Regions from separate parts of the Oryza sativa genome. Here region 2 is linked to region 1. Evidence: chromatin contacts called from public ChIA-PET data. All regions are on one chromosome and are shown on one strand. The core of a region is the stretch at or near the end of the contact, and the rest is flanking DNA. Distances in the headings are between cores, read along the strand shown. Region 1 holds the start of LOC4325843. Region 2 holds the start of LOC107276829.

Evidence for each region. ChIA-PET counts read pairs in DNA pulled down with a chosen protein or histone mark.
Region 2: a contact with region 1 is called in an H3K4me3 ChIA-PET map of leaf, with 4 times the contacts expected there. The contact joins the promoter of LOC107276829 here to the promoter of LOC4325843 in region 1. A contact is called at or near these places in 3 of 4 datasets of contacts at active chromatin or transcription factors (leaf and seedling).

The regions. Positions count from the first base shown.
Region 1 is chr1:21,231,322-21,235,310 of ASM3414082v1, reverse strand. LOC4325843 reads right to left here and starts at 2,532. Exons shown (of 2, transcript XM_015770679.3): 1 at 1,417-2,532; 2 at 269-710. The coding sequence starts at 2,247. The coding sequence ends at 666.
Region 2 is chr1:21,275,849-21,279,801 of ASM3414082v1, reverse strand. It overlaps LOC107276829, which reads left to right and starts at 2,335. Exons shown (of 3, transcript XM_066306819.1): 1 at 2,335-2,544; 2 at 2,657-2,752; 3 at 2,852-3,953. The coding sequence starts at 2,414. The coding sequence ends at 3,842.

The DNA.
Region 1 (3,989 bases), core at 1,283-3,782:
TCAATGTTTTATATGTTAAAAACAGGCGACCTAATATATCTGCATATTTATGTGCCAAACAAGTTTTGCCGGATTCAGTTTCTTGCTTCTGCCTGAGGCTTAAAAATGCCCAACAAGCTTGTGTCCTGATTAATGAAGCTTAAGCTCATTGTCATCATGTCATGGATGAAATAATCCCTGTAAATTGAACTTTTCCAGTTATGCCCATCTCTATTCATGCTATCAAGCAATCAAGTTTCCATTCGACGAATTCAGAGTGTATGATGAGTTTTGCAGTCATAAACCCTTTATATTACTTCCAAGGGGATCAAATGACTTTGCCAAGCCAATGTTTGGTTTATTACATTTTGTTTTCCTGAGCATCCCGGGGTATTTACAAAGGGTACACAAAGAAATTCCCGAAGCAACGAGCGGAGGGTTCATCTAACTCTCTAAATTCTTTCACTCAGTACATGACCTTTTTCTCTTTTTTTTCGCAACTTAACCCTTTATCCTTGCATTACAGATTTACAGACTAAAATTCTTCTTTTACACTGAGCAGCGAATGCTTTGTCATCCGGATGTCCTTGTGATTTCCAGAGCTCAACATTTTGCAGATGTAGCATTCCTGATCTGCATGTCTGGGTACAGTTTGTGACACTGTACCGTGGGAGTTTGCAGGATTTCTAGCTCCATGGAGTAATCTGTTTGACGCTTCTGCGGATGCTTGCCTGCTCAAAGTTCAACTTTGGATTAGTCGCCAAGATTACTAACATATTCTGCGCCAGCTATATCACTAGATAAAATTAATGGATGTGTACAAGACTGCCAAAAAAAATGCAAGATGTGTGAAGTGTGCTTGTTTAGAGTTTAGAGTTTAGACAACTATCCAGGTTTTCAGATCTCTAGTGCTTATAAACATGATATATGTGTGCTGTCCATTGTTAACCCCAAAGAATCATATAAAAAATAACACATAAGATTTGTCGATCACAAAAATCCCTACTAAAGAAAATCGTTTTTTAATTATTGATTGATAATCTCCCGCAAAAAAAAATTATTGATTGATAATCAGCACAAGTTATGTCTTGTTGACCCCATATTTTGTTCTAAAAAAAAACTCTCTAGAAACCAATCGATAGTAATAACTAAATGAGTCTTAAAATATAAAAAAAAAATTAGCAATACAAAATGTGTAGACAAAATCTCTTATATTTTAGAATATTTTAGAACGAAATAGTATAAACTAGTAATATTACAACACATACAATAGAATATTTTTTCTCAGAAATATTTTTTGGAGTTCCATGTTAAAATCTGTAATATGAAGAACAGAGTAAAAAAAAATCGCATTCGGACATCGAGTTCAAGTTCAGTTGCGGGAAACAGAGCAAACGCATAGAGAAAAAGCAGAGGAAGGCGGGAAACCGCACGTACCCACAGGTGCGAAGTGTTCACGCTCGGGAGGCTCTTGTTCCTCTTGAACCGCGTGATCCTCACCGTGCTCTTGGCGCCGCACTCCTCGCCGTCGGCCTCCGGCTCCGGGTCGCCGTGCCCGTCAGCCTTCCTCCGGTGGTCGTCGTCGGCGAAGTAGGACATCGACGAGGACGACGAGGATGACGAGGAGGAGGACGACGACGCCGGAGAGCGGCACGACGCGTCCAGAGCCGCCGCGTCGTAGTCGTGTTTCTTGCCTCTCGCCGCCGCCGTGGCCTTCCTCCAGAGGCTCACCCCGACGGCGCTTGGCTTCCTCCGGTGGCTCGCCGTGCTCCCGCTCCTCGTCAGCGGCCTCGGCGGCTTGTTTCCACCGTAGGGGCCGTGCAGCACGGTGTTGGGGGAGAGCGACGAATCCGCCGCCGCCGCGGCTGCCGCTGCAGCCTGCAACCGAGGCGGCAGCTTGAGCGGCACGACGACGTGTCGCGCCTTGTCACCGTCGCCGCGGTCACCACCGCTCGCAGGCGCAGCCTCGCCGCCGTGAGAAACAGGTGCCCTCTCGTCGGCAGCCGGAGCGAGCGGCGGCGGCGGCGCGAAGTGTTCTGGCGCGACCACCACCACCTTAGGCCTCCCGGGCGCCTCCTCCCAGAGGAACGGCACGCCGACGGAGGACCCGAGCGACGGCGCCGCCGTGGGCGACGCGGCGTCGACGTCGAGCACCTTGCTCGTCCGCGACCACGCGCCGCGCGCCGCCTGCAGGCACAGCGCTGCCGGCGCCGCCCTGCCACTGCCGCCGCTCACCGTCGTCGTCGCCGTAGCCTCCGTCCCCATCATCCCACGCACACACAAACACTACAGTAGTTGTGATCTCACACTCACACTCTCTCCCCCTCTCTCTGTGGCTCGCGATGGAAACAGATGTGGAGTGAAGCGCGAGACGAGAGATGGAGCAGTCAATATATCATCACGCAAGTGGCTGGTTGCACTTGCACGAGACGAATGGTGCGGGGGAGCGGGGAGTGGGAGGAGGAGCGTGTAGCGCGTGTGAAGGGGGGCTCGCGTGACCGTGATAAATGGGAGTCGTGCGTGACCGCGACGTCGTGGGAGTCCAAAATTTCCAACCACGAGCGGGGGTTGGGGACTTGGGGTTGGGCCGGGCTGGGTGGAGAAACCGATGGAATGATGCGCACGGCACAGAGCAGAGCCAGCGTGCGTGCGTGCGCGCTCCACTGTTGGAGTTGGAGAGGGCGGCGTTTGAAGGTTTCAACGCGACAGCGGCATGCGGACCGGCGAGGGAAGGGACGGGCGCGTACGCGTACGGTAGCTTTCCCCCCGCGCGCGTCGCGTCGCGGTGGCGGTGCCCCGTGCGTGCTGTCGCCGCGCGTATGTGTGTGTAGCCAGTACGCGCGCGGCGGTCGGTCGGTCGGTCGGTAGCGAGGTACGTACTGTACCTCATCGCGGTGATACACGGGTAGGCACGGCGCGTAACTGCTCTAGCTTTGCTCTCGCTACAGGTCGGTCATGCAAACTCTCTACCGACGACGGAGCAGCGTCTAACGTATAAGTGATACCATTTTCGAACGTTGCTTCTTGGTCTTGTTCTTCTTCTTTTTTTTTTTTTAAGAAGCACAGTCAAAAACGCAGGACAACACATGATTTTAAAAGACTGGACTGATATATTTTGATATTGACGAAGTCACTACGAGCACCTCACTAAGGTACGTCGCCTACTATTAAGAGCATAAATATTATTTTTTTTAACGACTCGTACGAGACGGTGCGAAGTTCTATTGATAGAGTAGGAAAAAAATTACAAGATTACAACCCTGGAGGGTCGTAACAACGATAAGAGCATAAATATTATTGATAGATACGTCGCTTACCACTAAAAAATAAATAGTTGTAAATACGAGCATCCATGTTAAGCTTAGAATTTGAAACTAGATAGACTTGTTTCACCGCAAGACACCAAACTAATTAAGTTATGTTCACTTCGCTGAACGTTTTTAATTATACTGATGCATAATTTTATTTTAATTTTCTAATTTATTTTAACACCATATTACAATCACCATTAAATAGTCAAAGAATTATTTTCGAAGAGATGATATTGTTTCCGACTATTTCTGAGCGTGAGCATAAGCATCAGTCGTTCCACCTCGTCGTCATCGACGTCCATGGTTTGTTGGGTTTACATAGTCGCGTCACACACACTACGGATATGCGCTCTAGACTACCAGTCTAGCTGGACCCTTGTTGTTGACTCCCAAACATATAAGCCACTTGATTTGCCCGCAATGATATAGATCCAGCAATTCTACTCTGTTTAATTATTACAGGTTCCTATTTACGTTATGTTATTTCTTTTAACTTTTTTCTGAATTCACGTATAAAATTCAAAGATCCGCAAGAGCATTTAAAAAAAGATACGGATCGATATGTCAATTCTCTTCCGATAATGATAGGAAATGACCGGGATGTACCATTTGGCTATCCATAACTGTATGCAGACGACCGTGTAGTATTTTGATCCTTACTACTTCTTTCGGCCCAAAACATAAGTTATTAGTATTGAA
Region 2 (3,953 bases), core at 1,086-3,585, 45 kb before region 1:
AGGTCCTCCGGTAATAATATAAATACCTGGTTTCGCTATCATGGCAAGTTGACCGGTCTACTTGAGCTGCCTAGGTATTTGTGTGGCACAAACAAAACTGGGCCCACACAATATTCTCACTCTCCTCCCATCTTCTCTCTCCCTCCTTTCTCTCCCCCCTTTTCTCTCCATCTCTCTCAATGGAGAGAGGAATGGCATCCTCGGTGGCAAGAGAGATGGTGTAGTGGCACCATCTTGTGGGAGGCCGGCACCGATGAGACCAGTGGAATGCTAGTAAGGGAGATGGTGTGGCTGAGCCATCCCCAAATGTCCCACCGTCCATTGCCATTCTTCTCCTCTCTGTCGTCTGCCACCATCGTCCTCCGATCTTCCTCGCCCCCGCCTCCTTCGCCGCCATTTTTCTTGGACAACAGTGGGCTATCACCCCGAAGATCGGGTATAGTACATTAAGCAAGTGCATCCAAACAACATGACACTTGGTAACCATTGAAAAACCAAGCCAATCCCCAAGATGACATTTTGAGGATGGCCAACATCAAAATATTGCTCGGGCATGGCAAGAAGTGAGGAAAGGTTGGGCTGATGAGATAAGATCTCCTAAGAGATGAGAAAGGGACTCAGCAGGAAGAGGAATGAATCATGAGAGAAACACAAAGGTCAACCTTCTACAAATATGGAACATGGATTCTTCACCTCGATAAGTATCTCTGACTCCAGAACCGTGCAATCCAGCCCATCTAACGGGTGCACCCACTTACACTTCCGTCCTCACTTTTTGTAAGAGGGTTAACCCAAAGAGTGATATGACTGGAGGGATAAGACCTTATAAGTTGATTTCATTCTTGCTAGACTAGCAATGCAGTACTAAACATGCGTACACAACTCTCACGGGCCATCAAAATTGGGCCGCATGTCACACTAAGCCTCTGGGTGATGTCATCTAGCAACGCCGGATCCATCCCCTTCCTCTGACTTCTTGAACCCAAACCATCCTCTCAAAACTTCTCAGAAACACATGAGCAGTAACAGTTAAATAACGAACTTTACAGCAAGAAACTTAAGCGGAATTGAAATTTTTTTCCTAGAGCTCTGGAGGCACTGCACCGCTGGGGGTCCACCTCAAAGAAGCCATGCTATTTACCGGCGAACTCGACAAACTCCACATGTTCCCTCCATACCTCCCTTTAGCGCTTGGTGGGGATGGACTCCTGTGCGACTATCTGATGCTCCTAGCGGATGCGCATAACTGACATCAATGTCGGCACGGTCCCGCCATGGTGGCTACTGAAGCTCCTCCCCCTCGTCCCTGCTCTACAAGAAAGATGGGGGGAATAGGATAGAGAGGGGAGGTTAAGACTGCAATGTCACTCATGTGTGAGGCACACTTATAATTTTTATTTATTTCTAATTTTTAAGGTCAGTACGTAGGCACCATGTAAGCTAAAAACCATCCTCCATATTTCCTTAGGACATCGTTTACACTAGTTTTGGGAGATGAGGGATGCATTGTACCCGGTTCTGCGCGCGGTCGAGGACCACGATACAAACTCGACGGAAAGATGAGGGACGGACGATAGACTTATTACTTATTCAATGCGGAATGTGCAGTTAGTGTTATCACTGGGCCTGATCTAAGTCGACCGGGCCATGCTTCCGAAAGCACATCTGACCCGAAAGGCCCAACTGTAGCCCAATAGACTAAAGCCCAGCAAATTGAGGGCATACACCGTCATCATCCGGCAGGCACGTTCACACGTTCGCCCATATCCATCACCCATCCATCGACGATGACGCGCATCCGATGTGTGTGTGTACGTGCACACGTCACACGTCTCTCCGCCGCGCGCGGCCGCACACGACGTCAGTCAAGCGCGGACGCATCCATCATATCATGCATGCATGCAGGCGTTAGTTACCGAGGCGGTCATATCCATCCATCCATCCATCCGTCGATGGTGAGGTAGTGGACGCGTGCGTTTTTAAACAAGCAAACAGGTTGGTTAATTATTACCTGCATCGTCTTATCTGAAAGCGTTTTAATTTTATCCTGTGCACGCGCCGCCGATGAATCTCAGTGGAAATGATCAATCAATCCTCGATCGGCTCGGGAATACACGAACGCATCATGCAATTGATCCACCAAATCTACACATTAATTGCTGCTTCTTGCTCATCTCGCCATCTTTTCCCCCATCATGCGAAATCTCTTTTCAAGATTTACTGTACACACACATCCACATATGTAGGAGTATACTAGTATTCCTACGCGTCTGGTTGTGTGTGTATATAAATAGGCGCACTATTCAGCATCCATCGGCAACTCTGAGATCGATACCATCAATCAGGCTAAATTTGCAGTACGTTCTTCGCTAGGTAGCTTCAGTGGCCAACTGCCGTCGTCGATCGATCGATCATGATGGAGATGCACGAGTGCTGCTACTACGGCGGCAGCATCGGCGGCGACTGGCTCAACCCACTCGCCGCCATCCCGCCGCCGTGTTCTTCCTCTTCTTCTTCGTGGTCGTCGCAGCTTCTCCTCCTCAGGTCAGTGCATTTCATTTCATCATCGCTTTGGTTATTTTTGGTTTTGTAGAATTCACGAGTAGGAGTGTAGTAGTACATGAAACTGACATTGTTGTTGAATCGTCTCGTGTAGTGATCACGATGACGTACTCTTGCACTCCGCCGGCGATCATGGCGGCGCGGTGGCCGGAATAGGCGGCGCCTGCATGACCGCCGATCTCGTTGTCAGGTGAACATCATCATTTCTTCACCTTCTTTCTTTCTTTCTGCAACTCGATGGATTTATTACAGCCTAGAATTTGAACGGTTTTGATCATGTCGTCATCAGGGACGAGGAGATGGAGATGGCCGCCGGCTACCTGCCGGTGGCCGCGTCGGCCGCCGCCGCCGCCGACGTCGACCACTACATGTACCAGCAGTTTCAGCTCGAGCCTGATCAGTTCGTCTCGACGTTGCCCGCGGTGGCGGTGGCGGTGGCGGCGACGGCGGGCGGCGGCAGCCACGACGACGAGCTCCTGAGGATGCCCTTCACCGACATCGACCTCGACGCGTTCGCCGACGCGCGCGACGTCGTCGTCGGCGTCGGCGAGCCCAAGCCCAGTCCCCAGCACACTCTCGACGCGGCGATCGCGCTCCCGGCGGTCGGCGGCGGCGGCGCCCACCACTTCGGCACGCAGGACGACGACGTCAAGTTCGACGTGACCAAGCAACGCAACGACGCCGCCCTCGCCGGCGACGACTCCCTGTCCATGGTGATCGTCGAGAGCTACGAGATGGGCATGCGACGTCACGCCGCCGAGCAGGAGCAGGAGCAGAAGCCAAAGATCATCACATCAGCCGCAACGACATTGACGCCTCTTCCTCTTCCTCCACCGCCGCCGCCGCCGCCGCGCGTGACGAGGAGCCGCCGCGACGGATCATCGGCGGCGACGGCGGGCGGGAAGACTCGGCTGGACCACATCGGATTCGAGGACCTGAGGCGGTACTTCTACATGCCAATCACCAAGGCGGCGAGGGAGATGAACGTGGGGCTGACCGTGCTCAAGAAGCGCTGCCGCGAGCTCGGCGTCGCCCGGTGGCCTCACCGGAAGATGAAGAGCCTCAAGTCCCTCATCCTCAACGTCCAGGCACGCATCAACCTAACCCCTAGAACCTTCTCGATCAGCCTCGTCTTCGTCTTCTTCCTCCAGACCAATTCAGTTCTTGCTTTGCTTGCATTGCACCGTCCGTCCATGGCGTGCAGGAGATGGGGAGCAAGGGGATGTCGGCGGCGGCGATGCGGCGGGAGCTGGAGGCGCTGGAGAATTGCTGCGCGCTGATGGAGAGGAACCCGGCGGTGGAGCTGACGGAGAGGACCAAGAAGCTGAGGCAGGCGTGCTTCAAGGAGAATTACAAGCGGAGGAGGGCGGCTGCCGTCGACGTGCTCGACC